2 separate regions of the Sus scrofa genome follow, and region 2 is linked to region 1. Evidence: chromatin contacts called from public Hi-C data. All regions are on one chromosome and are shown on one strand. The core of a region is the stretch at or near the end of the contact, and the rest is flanking DNA. Distances in the headings are between cores, read along the strand shown. Region 1 holds the start of NBN (nibrin). Region 2 has its middle 44 kb from the start of OSGIN2.

The links. Hi-C and Micro-C count contacts between places; a contact is called where the count stands out from the background.
Region 2: a contact with region 1 is called in a Hi-C map of embryonic fibroblasts, with 2.2 times the contacts expected there. A contact is called at or near these places in 4 of 5 promoter capture datasets (fetal liver, fetal skeletal muscle, liver and 1 more), 29 of 47 Hi-C or Micro-C datasets (adipose tissue, alveolar macrophages, blood and 14 more) and 2 of 2 datasets of targeted methods (alveolar macrophages and skeletal muscle).

The regions. Positions count from the first base shown.
Region 1 is chr4:46,784,453-46,791,430 of Sscrofa11.1, reverse strand. NBN (nibrin) reads right to left here and starts at 3,767. Exons shown (of 15, transcript XM_021089137.1): 1 at 3,600-3,767; 2 at 1,386-1,516. The coding sequence starts at 3,636.
Region 2 is chr4:46,953,904-46,960,881 of Sscrofa11.1, reverse strand. No RefSeq gene overlaps it. Among named protein-coding and RNA genes, the nearest start is that of OSGIN2, 44 kb to the right of the region's middle.

The DNA of each region.
Region 1 (6,978 bases), core at 2,518-5,017:
ACTTTTTTTTTTTTTTAACAGTATCAAAATCACATAGTAAAAATCAGTCCAATGAGAAAAGGCTAGAGGGTCTGACTTCCACCAAGTTTATTTTTTCTTTAGGAATTTTGACTATAATAGTTTTCTATATCTAAAAGAATTCAGGGAGTTCCTGTTGTGTCTCAGCAGGTTACAAACCAGACTACTACCCATGAGGATGTGGTTTGATTCCTGGCCTTGCTCAGTGGGTTAAGGATCTGGTGTTGCCATGAGCTGTGGTGTAGGTCACAGACATGACTTGGATCCTGAGTTGCTGTGGCTATGGCTGTGACTGGCAGCTACAGCTCCATTTCGACCCCTAGCCGGGCAACTTCCATATGCTGCAAGTGGCCACTCTAAAAGGCAAAAAAAATTAAAAAAAAAAAATAATAAATAAATAAATAAATAAAAATAATGGAATCCAGTCACAAAACCTAAATATCACTGAACAAATCCAGCATTTGCCAAAATGTAGTCTTTGCTCAAAACAACAGCTTTTCTTCTTATTACCACCAGCATTACCATTGAGCACAGCTATTTGTATACATTTGTATTACTTTTATAACCCATCTTTTTATTAAAAGAATCAACACACCCAAACAAACTCAAAGCCAATCAAAAGAGCTGGGGGAGTTCCAGTCATGGCTCAGCAGAAACAAATGTGAGTATCCACAAGGACACGGGTTTGATCCCCGGCTTCTCTCAGTGGGTTAAGGATCCCGTGTTGCCATAGCTGTGGTGAAGGTCTCAGATGCAGCTCGGATCTGTAATTGCTGTGGCTGTGGTGTAGGCCAGTGACTCAGCTCCAATTTGTCCCCTAGTCTGAGAACCTCTATAGGCCACAGGTACAGCCCTAAAAAGACAAACAATCAAAAAAAAAAACAAAAACAAAAACAAAAAAAACCAAAAAAAACTGTGGGGCATATACAACAGCTATTTCCCCTACTAAAACAAATCAATTCCCCTTGCAAAAACCTAAGATATAATGGAAATACCAGTGTTCACCTGGCTACATAAACTCTTTAAAGATGGTCTAGTCACCGCTCTATCCTCAGGCTTGGCACAGTGATTGACACACAGTAAGCACTCAATAAATGTTCAAGTAAAGAAACAGAAATACGTTGTACTTCCTGAGTTTCTAAATCACTACAGCAAACAGTAAAATACTGAAACAGAAACTTCAAATTTCAAATACCACCGGTACCACTACCAAAATACAACTCTTTAATTTTGTTAATAAAAAAAAAAAACTAACAGCCCTATGAAATGAAAAGTCTCTCAAACTCTCTCTTACATATACACCAAGGTATATCATGTATATTTCAATCCCCTTACTATAAGCTAGTGAAATAAAATTAGTAACTTACCAGGTTGGTTATAGAAAAGTTAGCAGTTAATATAGCATGATTTCGACTGATTGATTGATCATCTTCAATTAAAATGTCACAATTTTTCCTTCCAACAATGTACTCAACACCAGTCAAAAGTCTGTATGGGTCTAAGAATTTTTTAAAAAAATAAATTAACAGATCCATACACAACCATGTATTTATAAGTATGACAAACAATTAAGTATTTTTATTTTGCTATCTAAATGCTGACAAACAACTTCATGTAAATCAAATTTGTGTTTTCTAGTAAAGCCTCACTGAAGGATGCAAATCTGTATAGACGGAAAGCTCAACCTTTTGTCTAAAGAGAAAACAATATTGAAAACTGTCAATGCTTGCCCAAATTAAAAATTTAATGCATTACAAAACAAAATCACAACAGTATGTTTAGAACCTAGTATGGTAAAGTATGGTACTGGATCAAGAGTAAAAAATAGGAGTTCCTGTCATGGCTCAGTGGTTAAAGAATTCGACTAGGAACCATGAGGTTTAGGGTCTGATCCCTGGCCTCACTCAGTGGGTTAAGGATCTGGTGTTGCCCTGAGCTGTGGTTTAGGCCACAGATGAGGCTTGAATCCCACGTTGCTGCGGCTCTGGGGTACGCCTAGCAGCTATAGCTCTGATCAGACCCCTAGCCTGGGAATCTCCATATGCTGAGGGAGTAGCCCTAGAAAAGGCAAAAAAAAAAAAAGAATGAAAAATGTAGATCAATCAATGCACAAAAATTCCAGACCAAAGTGAAGTGCATATATTGGGTAATTTTTTTTTTTCTGTTAAGGTAGATTTAAGAACATGGCAGAGTGTATTAGTTTTTAAAAATTTTGGAAATCACAAATTGTTGGAGTCATAGCATGTATGCTGGAGTTTAGTCTTGGAGCACTGCAGTTGTAGAATGATGAAGATAAACAAGACAAGTAGCAAAGAGTCCAGGTAAGCTTTGACCAGATTTGGAACACATTTTGTTAACCAGATTCTTAACCTAGGGTGGACTCTTTCAACAAAAAACCTGTGTAGGTTTACTCACATTTTTCCTAGAAGTATGGACCCCATAGCTTCCATTAGATTCAATATCCTCCAAAAGTTTAAGAATGCCACCTACTGGCACTAGTGGCATTTTACTTCTACTACCACCCTAAAGGACACAAGGAGACAGTCACAGGCTACAACTGTTCCTGGAAACTGTTCCTACTTGTCTACCACAGTTTATGTTCTATCTCTGCAATGCTCCAAGTCCACAGCAATGCCTTGATCTTTATAATATTTTTATTTTGAGTCTTTATAATATTTTTAAGTCTATAAATACTATGAGATATTATTAGAGTATTTTTCCATTTGTTTGGTCCTCTCCACACTTCCTGACATTGTCAGTCAATTGAGTCTGCACATAGATTTTTTTTTTTTTGTCTTTTTGCTATTTCTTGGGAGATTTTTTTTTTTTCAACCATAACGTACACTTTCTGAAGGCAAGACCAATCATAGGCTAACCCTGTTTATCTATGAACTAATAAGTGCTTACACAGAGTAGGCAAGCAATTAACATGAGATTACCATTTTCCATTCTTAGAAATAAAAAAAAAGAAAAACAATTTTTTTCAGTTGTTCTGATGACAAAATGGAAAAAGGCTCTGAAACAAAACCGAAAGTACGCTTTCCCGTGGTTGCCATTTACCCAAGTCATCTTCGTGGCTATTTACAAAAACAATGTGTTCAAAACGGAGTCATCAGTTGCCACTGTGTTTTCTAGCTTGGGTTAACTTATTCTGGGTATTTCTTCAAAAGCCTAAAACACTGGGAGTCACAACAGGTACCCCTGCTAAGGATTAATCCTGCAGACCATCTAAGCCAGGATCAGAGCAGCTGGTCCCGTCAGTGGCTTTGGTCCTAACCGTGGAGTACCCCGGCGGCCGACCCGGCGGTCCCTGGCCGCCCAGCGCCGCACACCTACTCCCCTGCCCAATTTAAAGCCTGTTTCGCAAGCACTGCGCTGCCGAGGAAAACAGCGCGATCCCCACACAACAAATGCGCCGTTTTTCCGCATCAGCCCTCCGGCCTCCCAGGGCGAGAACGAAGAACAGCCCAGAAGGCGGCGAAAGAGGCGAGAACGGACCGGAAACATCGCTCTGCAAACCCTCTGCCTACTGCAGCTGCTCCAGGGAAATCCGTCCCTAGACATTTCCCTTCCGCCCTTACCTCGGGCCGAGGCCGCGGCAGGAATCAGCTTCCACATGGTCCTGGATCCTCAGGGTTGGATCCGACATGCAGCAGCGTGACCGCAGCGACCGACGTGCGTGGCCGTAGCGCCCGCAGTCGGCGCGGACTCTGAGACGTGCGCGCTCCCGGGAGCCGGGCGGGCCTAAAAAGAGGAGGGAAAGGGGAATCAGACTTGGACGCCTGGTCGCCACCTGGTGGTTAGGAAAGAAACAGCTCAACCTGTATTAAACTGGATATCTTGCATGTATGTGCATAACTGATGCACTTTGCTGTACACCTAAAACTAACACAAAACTGTAAGTCAACTACACTCCAATGAAATTTTAAACATAATTAAATAGTATTTACTTTATCTCTGAATGAAAAAAATTAAAGCTGTTCGATGAACACTACAAAGTAAACACCCTAGAGTATACTTCTGATTAGATAATTTCTGGTTCTCAGAAGCATTGTCTAATGGAGTTTCCTGGTGGCTCAGTGGGTTAAGGATATGGCGTTGTCTCTGCTGTGGCTTGGGTCTCTGCTGTGGTGCAAGTTCCATACCTGACCTGGGAACTTCCACTTGGCCATGGGTGCAGAAAAATAAAAGCTAGATTTCCATTCTCTGTTATGAACATAAATATGAAAACCCTATACACAAAATTAGTGAATTGAGTTAGGTGGTATATAAAAAGGACAATCATGGCTAAGTGGGGCTTATTTCAGAAATATAAAGGAGGATGTTAACTGGAGGGAAAATAAATGTAATTCATCAGAATAACAGAAAAAGTGGGGAAAATCATGATCATGGTAGTTGTAGTAAAATCATTTGATAAAATTCAGCATCCATCCATTTATTCTCAGCAAAATAGGAATAAAGGGAACATCCTTGATCTGATAAAGAGCACCTACAAAAAAACCCTGCTGATTTCATTATATTTAAGGTAAATTATTTAATCTTTTCCCCAGCACTAGGAATGAAATAAGAACACTTTTGCTCTTACTGCTTATTTTCAACATGGTTTTAGATGTTCTAATCAATGCAATCAAGGGGAAAAGGATTGGAAAGGAAGAAATACCGGTCATTATTCACAATGACATGATAATGTACACTGAAAATCTAAAAGAATTGAAAAGTGAATTTAATAAGGTCACTGAATACCATGTCTAAAATATTCAATTGTGTACCTTTATTCCAGAAAATAAGTAGAAAATGATATTTAAATAATTATAATAGTACCAACAGTCATCAAATACTTTGTTAGAAATCTATCAAAGATGTGATACAGAACATTATTGACTACAAAATATTACTGACACAAATTAAAATAAATCCTAAATAAATGCAGGACAACATGCCATGTTCATGGACTGTTAAGATGTCATTTCTCCCAAAATTGATCTATAGATCCAATGCAACTACAATAAAGTCTCAGAAGATACTCTGAGTGGAAATTGTCAAGAAGTTTCTAAAATCTATATGGAAATGCAAAGGCTGAGAATAGCCAAGGAAATTTTGAAGAATAAATCTGGAGTACTTATAACCACCAAATATCAAGATGTATTATTATAAAGTTAGTTATTGTCAGTGTTCTATTGGCACAAGGATAGGAAATAGGCAAATGTGTCAAAATAGACCTTAAAAAGTTCTACACATGTAATGTGATTTTTCAAAAGTGATATTTCAGAGCAATGGAAGAAAGTTTTTCTTTTTTTCAATAAATGGTCCTGGGGATATTAGTTAACACTACAGAGGAAATAAAGACTGACCCCATATCTCACACACATACGAACTTTCAAATATACAAAACAGTATCATTACCTATAGTTATTGTGTTGTATGTTACATTATAGCTGGAAATTGTACACTTTTTAAAATTTACTATCTTGCCTATGCAATTTCAGAGGCTCCCCTGTGGCCTTTTCTACTTTGATAGCTCTTACCCCTTAGGCCAAAGAACTGGACTGATATGGGTGCTGTACTAACTACCAAATATGTCCATTCCAATCATACATTTGGGAACTGGGGCAGTAATCACTAGGTAGGTACCTGTGCTCAGTAGACCTATTTATGCCCCACATGGAAAAAAATTCCATTTATTATCTGACTCCTGTATAACTGTGGGCCATGATAATACTTTGGTTCCTAGATAACAGCAATGATTATATCCAAGAATCCTCAAAATATTTAAGCATTCCTTTTTCCTCAGTGTATGATTTCCCAGGGAAACGGCAATTGGTCCTTTTAGGGAAGGACTGAGGGTAAAGTGAGCATGTGTGGGGAAATTACTACCATATATTCTCACCGTAGTGTTGCAGAGTCCTACCTTGCAATTCTTCCTCTTCTTCAGTAAATGGGTTCTAGTAAAGTAGCTGAAATCAGGAAACTGGGTAAGAGACTGTGACTTTTTATTGAGTCTGCTGCTTTCAGCCTTATGCCACTCATCCTTGATTTCTTCTCATTTTATAGTTTGAGCATGCCCTTGTTGGCTAGCTTCTATCTTTTCTCCTAGGCATGCCATATTCTATTAATCATTTTCAGAGGTGGGGATCTCTGACTGCCACGCCTATCTTGCCACTCATTTGGATAGTTTTTCTCTTCTGATGGTTAAATGCTGCCACCTTGCCTCTGTTGTTTCAGATATAATTTCTGTGAACCCAGCCTTGCTGCTATCTGTGAACACAGTTCTGTAACAATATCTTTTATCATCATCCATGAAGTACAAGGAGAGCCATTGCTGAGCTTCTCAGTGATGTTGGTGCCCCTCTCACCAGAGAATTCCTAGTCACTTCGATAAATGGAGAATCTGAATTGGAACTTTGTTACCTGGGGAGTTTTCTCTTCCCTGCTTTGCAAAATCTCTCCTAGGTCAGGATCATCTCATATGACTGCCCATCCTCTATACTCCCTTCTATTGTTTCTAATTGCAGGTATATCCATGTCACTTGACCATATTCATTGAGGACATTGCCATCCATATGAGAGTTTTCTTTTCACCCCAACTACTACCATCATTCTCAAGTAATTGTAAGACATAGCTGGAAGATGTAGTCTATCAACTAGGGTCACATTTATTTGACTTTCAACTCCTGTGGTTTTTTGTTTTTTTTTTTGTTTTTTTTGTTTTTTTGCCTTTTCTAGGGCCACTCCCACGGCGTATGGAGGTTCCCAGACTAGGGGTCGAATCGGAGCTGTAGCTGCTGGCCTACACCACAGCCATAGCAACGCAGGATCCTAGCCGCATCTGCAACCTACACCACAGCTCATGGCAATGCCGGATCCTTAACCCACTAAGTGAGGCCAACCTCATTGTTCGAAGTCGGGTTCATTAACCACTGAGCCATGACGGAACTCCTGGTTTTCATTTTGCCTCACACA
Region 2 (6,978 bases), core at 2,937-5,436, 170 kb before region 1:
CCATCTCCTCCCTTCAACCAGATAAGGCAAAGCAGACAATTCTTTGAGGTACAAAGTCCCAGGAGTGGTGAAGCTGAAGAAATCAGGAAAGTTTTGGGGCAGACTGCAAAGAAAAGATGGTCCTATACCCAGGAAGAAGCAGCTGTGCACAAGTGGGCACCCTTGTCCCCCAATAGTTCTGTCACATCTAAGAGGGCCTAGAATGTCTGGGTCATCAGTTAATTGACCACTGCCTTCTGATGCTTAAAGACATGAGTGCTTTCTCTATGAATAAGTGTATTTAATTGAAATTAAAATTTCAGAGAACTCCCATTGTGGCTTGGAGGTAATGAAACTGACTAGTATCTATGAGGATGCAGGTTCAATACCTGGCCTTGCTCAATGAGTTAAGGATCCAGCATTGCTGTGAGCTGTGGTGTAGGTGGCAGACGTGACTCGGATCCCATGTTACTGTGGTGTAGCCTGGCAGCTGCAGCTCCAATTCAACCCCTATCCTGGGAACTTCCATATGCCACAAATGTAGCCCTAAAAAACAAAAACAAAAACAAACAAACAAAACAAAACAAAACAAAAAGGCTCAAATTCTTTTTTCTCCCCCACCCCATAGAAGAAGTTCCTTAACTTTTTGGCTTTGTGGCAGGCACTCTTAGTGTCTCAGTAAATTTTCACAGTGCTCTAGGCCAAAGGAAACAGCTAATGGTTAGGTTCATTAAGTAATTAAGGCCAAACAATTTGATAAATATTTATGTTATATCAATACAATAGCTATTTGAAAAATAACACACATAAATTAAAATAAAAAATAATAATATTGAAACTGAGCAGGTCCCTGTGCCCCCATTTCTTATTTTTAGGAAATGGGCTTAATTCAGCCTCCATAGCTATCCCTGAGTTTTCAAAGGGCAAGTTCAGACAGTTGCTGATCATGGAAAGGAGGGGATGCAGAGTTTAAAATTGAATGGCTTGGAGCCCTTCCTCGTGTCTCTCCCTCGCTTGATTGCACCATAAACACAACACCTGCAATCTAAACATCATGCACACTGAGAACAATTGCCTGAAAATTAAAGATTATTTTAGTCACCTGGTGTTTTTCAGGAACTTTCCAAGTTTGTTCTAATCTCTGATCAACCTACCCTTTTTGCATGTACTGTAATTCTAGGAAAAGTCAAGATGCCATAACCTAGAAAACCACCACTAGGATCATGCTGAGATATCCTGAGCCCAGCTTTGATGACTAAGATACCTTGATAGAAAAAGAGCGTATGTTTGCACCAACCCTTTTTTGTATCTGAAACCATTTTTATCTTTTTAGACTATAAAACTCCCAGCAATTATTCCTCAAAGGAAGGCACAGTCTTTGATGTATTAGCCTGCTCTGGCCTCATTTTCCTGGCAAAGCAATAAAAGCTGTTTTTTTTTTTTTTTTTTTCCTCCTTCATCCAAAACTCTATCTCCACATTTCTATTCAGCACTGGTGGACAGAGGCTGAATTTCAGTGACATCACTTTGATCTGAAAGGACTACTGTTACTTAATAATGATACATGTGTGCTGGTTAGACACTGTACAGCTTCTCAAACCTCAGAACCAAATTGGATACCACCTCCCTTGTTTTCTAGTTACATATTAATTTTTTTGAGGCAATTACTTTTTAATCACAGCAACAGCTGAAAACCATTTTGTAAAGTTATGTAACAGAAAGGAATGTAGCATGTTCTAATGTTGAAACCTTGAATTATCTCAAACTAGAAATTTTCACAAATATCACTCTTATCCTCTTGAAAAATTAAAATATTCCACTGAATCTCTCCGAGTTTGAGGGCACAGAAGAACATAATTTGGGAATTGTGATGGCCCTAAAGGTAAGCTATAGAAGTTGAACTCTCAGAAAAGTAAGTCAAGTGAAACTCCTCCATTTTCTAATTATTTGTTCAGTTTTCCTGGAGAGATCTGTTCCAGATGGAGACTAGAAAAGGAGGTAGTACCCAAGTGCTAAAATCCACATATGCAGAGTTCCCATCATGGTGCAGCTGAAATGAAACCGACTAGGAACCATGAGCTTGTGGGTTCAATTCCTGTCCTTGCTCAGTGGGTTAAGGATCTGACATTGCCATGAGCTGTGGTGTAGGTCACAGATGTGGCTCAGATCTGGCTTTGCTGTGGTTGTGGTGTAGGCCAGCAGCTGTAGCTCTGATTAGACCCCTAACTGGGACCTCCATATTCCGAGGGTGCGGCCCTAAAAAAAAAGATCCACATATGCAAGTCTCTTGGCCTGCTCCTTAAGGAAATAAGTGCTTCTCAGAATCTTCCCTGCCAACTTCTCAAAACAGAAATACCACCCTTACCACTATCATTAACACAGCTAGTTTTGAAATGTAGTTTGTGGATCCCACTAGAAAAAAATAATGACTTCTCATTTATATAATTCCTTTTCTATAAGACACAACTTGATGTTGTGGAAAGAGAACTAGATTTTTAGGTAATTGGATTGGGGCCCTGTTTCTATCATGTACTAAATAAGCTTGGCTAGGTTACTTACTGTTTCCAAAATTTAGTTCTGAAGATAATCCTTGCCGTGTGCAATGTAATATTTTAATAAGAACTATATAAAACATTTGAATAAAGCAAATTTTCTCCAACTCAATGTGCATAAGAATCCCTTGAGAGCCATTATTAAAATACTAATCCCTGGGCTCCACTCTCAAACATTTTAATATAGCAGGTCTGGGATGGAGCCCAGGGACTTGTCCTTTTTTTTTCTTTTTTTTTTTTTTTTAGTGGTGTACTATTTTCTTTATTACTGAATGAATTTTATTACATTTATAGTTGTACAATGATCATCATAACCAAATTTTATAGTATTTCCATCCCAAACCCCCAGCACATAAGAATCTCTCCTTTTAACAAACATCTTACCCAAGGTAATATAAATTCCAGTCATTGACAAATTGAGAGATATTAGTAAAAGATTTTTTAATACTTTCAGATAGATAATAATTTCATCCCCTCTCAGTAACTTTTTCTTTCTTTTTTTCTTTTCTTTTTTCTTTTTTTCTATTTTTTTCTTTTTCTTTTTAGGACTGCACCTGCAGCATATGAAATTTCCCAGGCTAGGGGTCGAATCAGAGCTGCAGCTTCCAGGCTACATGACAGCCACAGCAATTCTGGATCGAAACCACATCTGTGACCTACACCACAGCTTGGGGCAAGGCTGAATCCTTAATCCACTGAGCAAGGCCAGGGATCGAACCTGTATCTTCATGGATACAATTTGGGTTCCTAACCCACTGAGCCACAACAGGAACTCAGTTACTTTTAAAATAAGACTGGTAATGGGGAGTTCCCGTCGTGGCTCAGTGGTTAACGAATCCAACTAGGAGCCATGAGGTTGTGGGTTCGATCCCTGGCCTTGCTCAGTGGGTTAAGGATCCAGCTTTGCCGTGAGCTGTGGTGTAGGTTGCAGATGTGGCTCGGATCCCACATTGCTGTGGCTCTGGCGTAGGCCAGTGGCTACAGCTCCGATCAGACCCCTAGCCTGGGAACCTCCATGTGCTGTGGGAGCGGTCCAAGAAATGGCAAAAAGACAAAAATAAAATAAAATAAAGACCGGTATGGTCTTCATTTTATAGATGAAGAAACTAAGACTTAAAAACAAGATAAGGACAGCCCCAGATCTTCTCTTCAGGTAGTGATCAGAGGGATTAATTTATCTTATACATAAAATAGGTATATTTTCATACAGTTCACTAAAATGTATATTCCTTGAGGACACCAAGTCTTAATCATTTTTGTATCTCTAGTACCTGACAAATTGCCTCAATGAATGTTTAAAAAAATTAATTTTTGAATTTGTTGAATATTCAGAAATATCTAATATTTCAAACAAAGCATTTTTTTTTTAAGTTTTTCTCAATCGACAAAAGTCCTGGGGAAAAAAAAAAAAACTCCTCAGGCTACAGTTTTCACAAAATATAAACCTTTCTTTGTTTCCTAATAGCTGAGCTAAAAGTAACTTTCTCACAGTTGGGGAAGGATCATGAGGTCACCCAGTTCCACCCTGGAATGGAATGCCCACTTGTTGCTTGTTCAGGGAAATGATGATGCCAACAATCCTTTGTCTTTGGTATAATCAGACTCTGAAGTTCGTTCAGGCCTCTCGGTTCAGGCTGCCAACACTGGCAACATCACTTCCAGATAAATGACCTTGGTTCTGCTGACTCAGAAAGTCAACTCCCAGAGTCAGACAGGGCCCCTATTCAGATGGGACCGATTTCTTAACATTTTTTGTTGGGGGAGGGAGGTGGGCAACAGGAGGGATAGACATGAAATCCTTTGAAATAGATTCATGTGAACACAGGCCAATGTCAATAGACACCTAAAATAAGATTTTAAAATAATTTTGCAAACCCAAGTATTTTATTATTCCTTTTACAAGGTTTTTTCCTACTGGGAATGATTTGACTTGGATAAGGTCTGACTGTAAGTGCCTTATTTAATAAATGGAAAGACAAAGAATGATTTTTGACACTCATTATGTCACGAAACATAGTTTACTCAGCAGCAGTTTGTTCATGGCTATTCTTTTCATTCTATTGTTAGTAGTAGAACACTTGGGAAAAGCCTGTATTCCAGTCAAAGGTAAACAAGAGGTAAAATAGAAAGAAATTTGGTATGGAAGTTTGTATAATAACAGTATTTATTGCAAATAAAAACTGCATAATATAATTTTACTTCCATGACACAAACTATCATAAATTTCACATCTGAGACTCAATATGAAATATTATCAAGGGGAGTTCCCACCATGACTCAGCAGAAACAAATCTGACTAGTATCCATGAGTACACGGGTTCGATCCCTGGCCTTGCTCAGTGGGTTAAGGATCCTATGTTGCCATGAGCTGTGGTGTAGGTCGAAGACACGGGGGCTCAGATCCCTTGTTGCTGTGGCGTGGTGTAGGCTGGCAACTGTAGCTCTGATTTGATCCCCAGCCTGGGAACCTCCATATCCCATGGGTGTGGCCCTAAAAAGATGAAAAATAAAACAAAATAAAAGAAATATTATCAAGGATTATAATCTCATATATTGAAAGGCAACACTACATGTTGAGTTATGAAGTAACAGTTTCTATAATCAAGACCCTGCCCTGACCATAATATTTACAAGTGCCATTGACTTCACAGCAACTGCAATAGCACACACAGAGTCCTCAAGCATTTTCTTGGCAAAACCAGTATGGAAACTTTTATCTAGCTCATAAGGCATGTTTCTCTTTCATAGCACAGCACACTGTGAAGATTCACAAAACCAGGAAGGATTATACCTTGTGTAGTATTTCTAGATCAGAAGTGAAATAACAAAAGTATATAAAGTATATCAATTTATCAAAATTATAAACATGTGATGTTTTACTAAGCTCTTGTTGAAGCAAAGTGTAGTGATCCACCCAAAGGCATGCTATTTCCTCTAGTAAATATTATCATTTTATAAATTTTACCATCAGGCAAATCAAGCATTGGGGAATGCAAATAACCTTCCCAATATCACCTAAACTGGGATGAGAAAACAAACTGTCTCCATATTTTAATACCACAATGACTTCAACTTACTTTCCTTAACTTAGTTTATGTAAAAAATACTATTGTTTAGCTAATTCAGATACTATAGGGAGCAACATTAGTGTAAATAATAGAGTGTCAAAATAAGAAAATTTTTCTTAAACTTTGGAAAGTGTTTCTTTATCTCTGTTTGGATATGGGTGTGATTAATGTTCTGGAAACTATCATTGCCCAAAGCCAAGATAGGTAATAGCTATCTTGATTTTTGGAGCAAATGTCATACTTCTTTCCCTTTCAATGATTTTTGGACTTGGAATTTAAAAGCCAGAAAACAAGACAAGTGTTCTTATGGAGATAAAAGAACAGATTTGAAATCAGGATTATCTGAAATATCTGGGTGCTGTTTTTGTAAAATATAGTTTAAGGGTACAAACTTAGCCTAAGCAGCTGATACTTCAGTGACAACATGCCTTGCTATTTCCAGATCACCGAGGAGACAGAAAAATGCTTGGAACTAAACAGGCAGCTGAACTAACTAATTTGCAGTAGTGCTTTCAAACTGAAATGCTATATTCTGAGTTTCTGAAAGAATTAGTTTGTGGAGTTCCCGTTGTGGCTCACTTGTTAACGAATCCAACTAGGAACCATGAGGTTTCGGGTTCAATCCCTGGCCTCAATCAGTGGGTAAAGGATCTGGCATTGCTGTGAGCTGTGGTGTAGGTCACAGATGCGGCTCAGATTCCATGTTGCTGTTGCTCTGGCATAGGCTGGCAGCTACAGCTCTGATTAGACCCAGCCTGGGAAATCCATATGCTGCAGGAGCAGTCCTATAAAAAGAAAAAAAAAAAAAAAAAGATTTACAGTTTGTGGTCAGCTAAAGATCTTGGAAAGGAATAGACAGATTAAACATTCTGTCAAATATTTTCCAAAATAAGGTGTTTTAAAATGACCAAAATGCTTGTAACATATAATAAGAAGAAAAATATAATAGTTAAAACTATTTTATACAATATAAGGTTGTGACATTCATTAGTAAAAATAAAATATCAAATAATATTAAATCAATAACACAACTAAGTAGTATATACTTTTAGAAAATGTAGAAATAAAATTTAAAAATATATGATTCAATATGCAAAGGGTAAATAGCAAAAACAAAGCCCAAAGCATTTGGATATTTTTTCTTCCTATTTTTTCCAAACATAAATTTTGGGCATTTATGTTATGTGTATAAAATTGAAATCCTACTGTGCATTTTTTAAACTATTCCTCTGTAGCCAGAAATAGAGAATATTTTAATTTTCACAGTATAAATAACATTGTTGTGAACATCTTTTACATAGAATTTTCTGCTTTCATTATTATTTATTCAAGCTAGATTTCTAGCAACAGAATTTTTGCAAGCAAGAGGATCAAAAGAC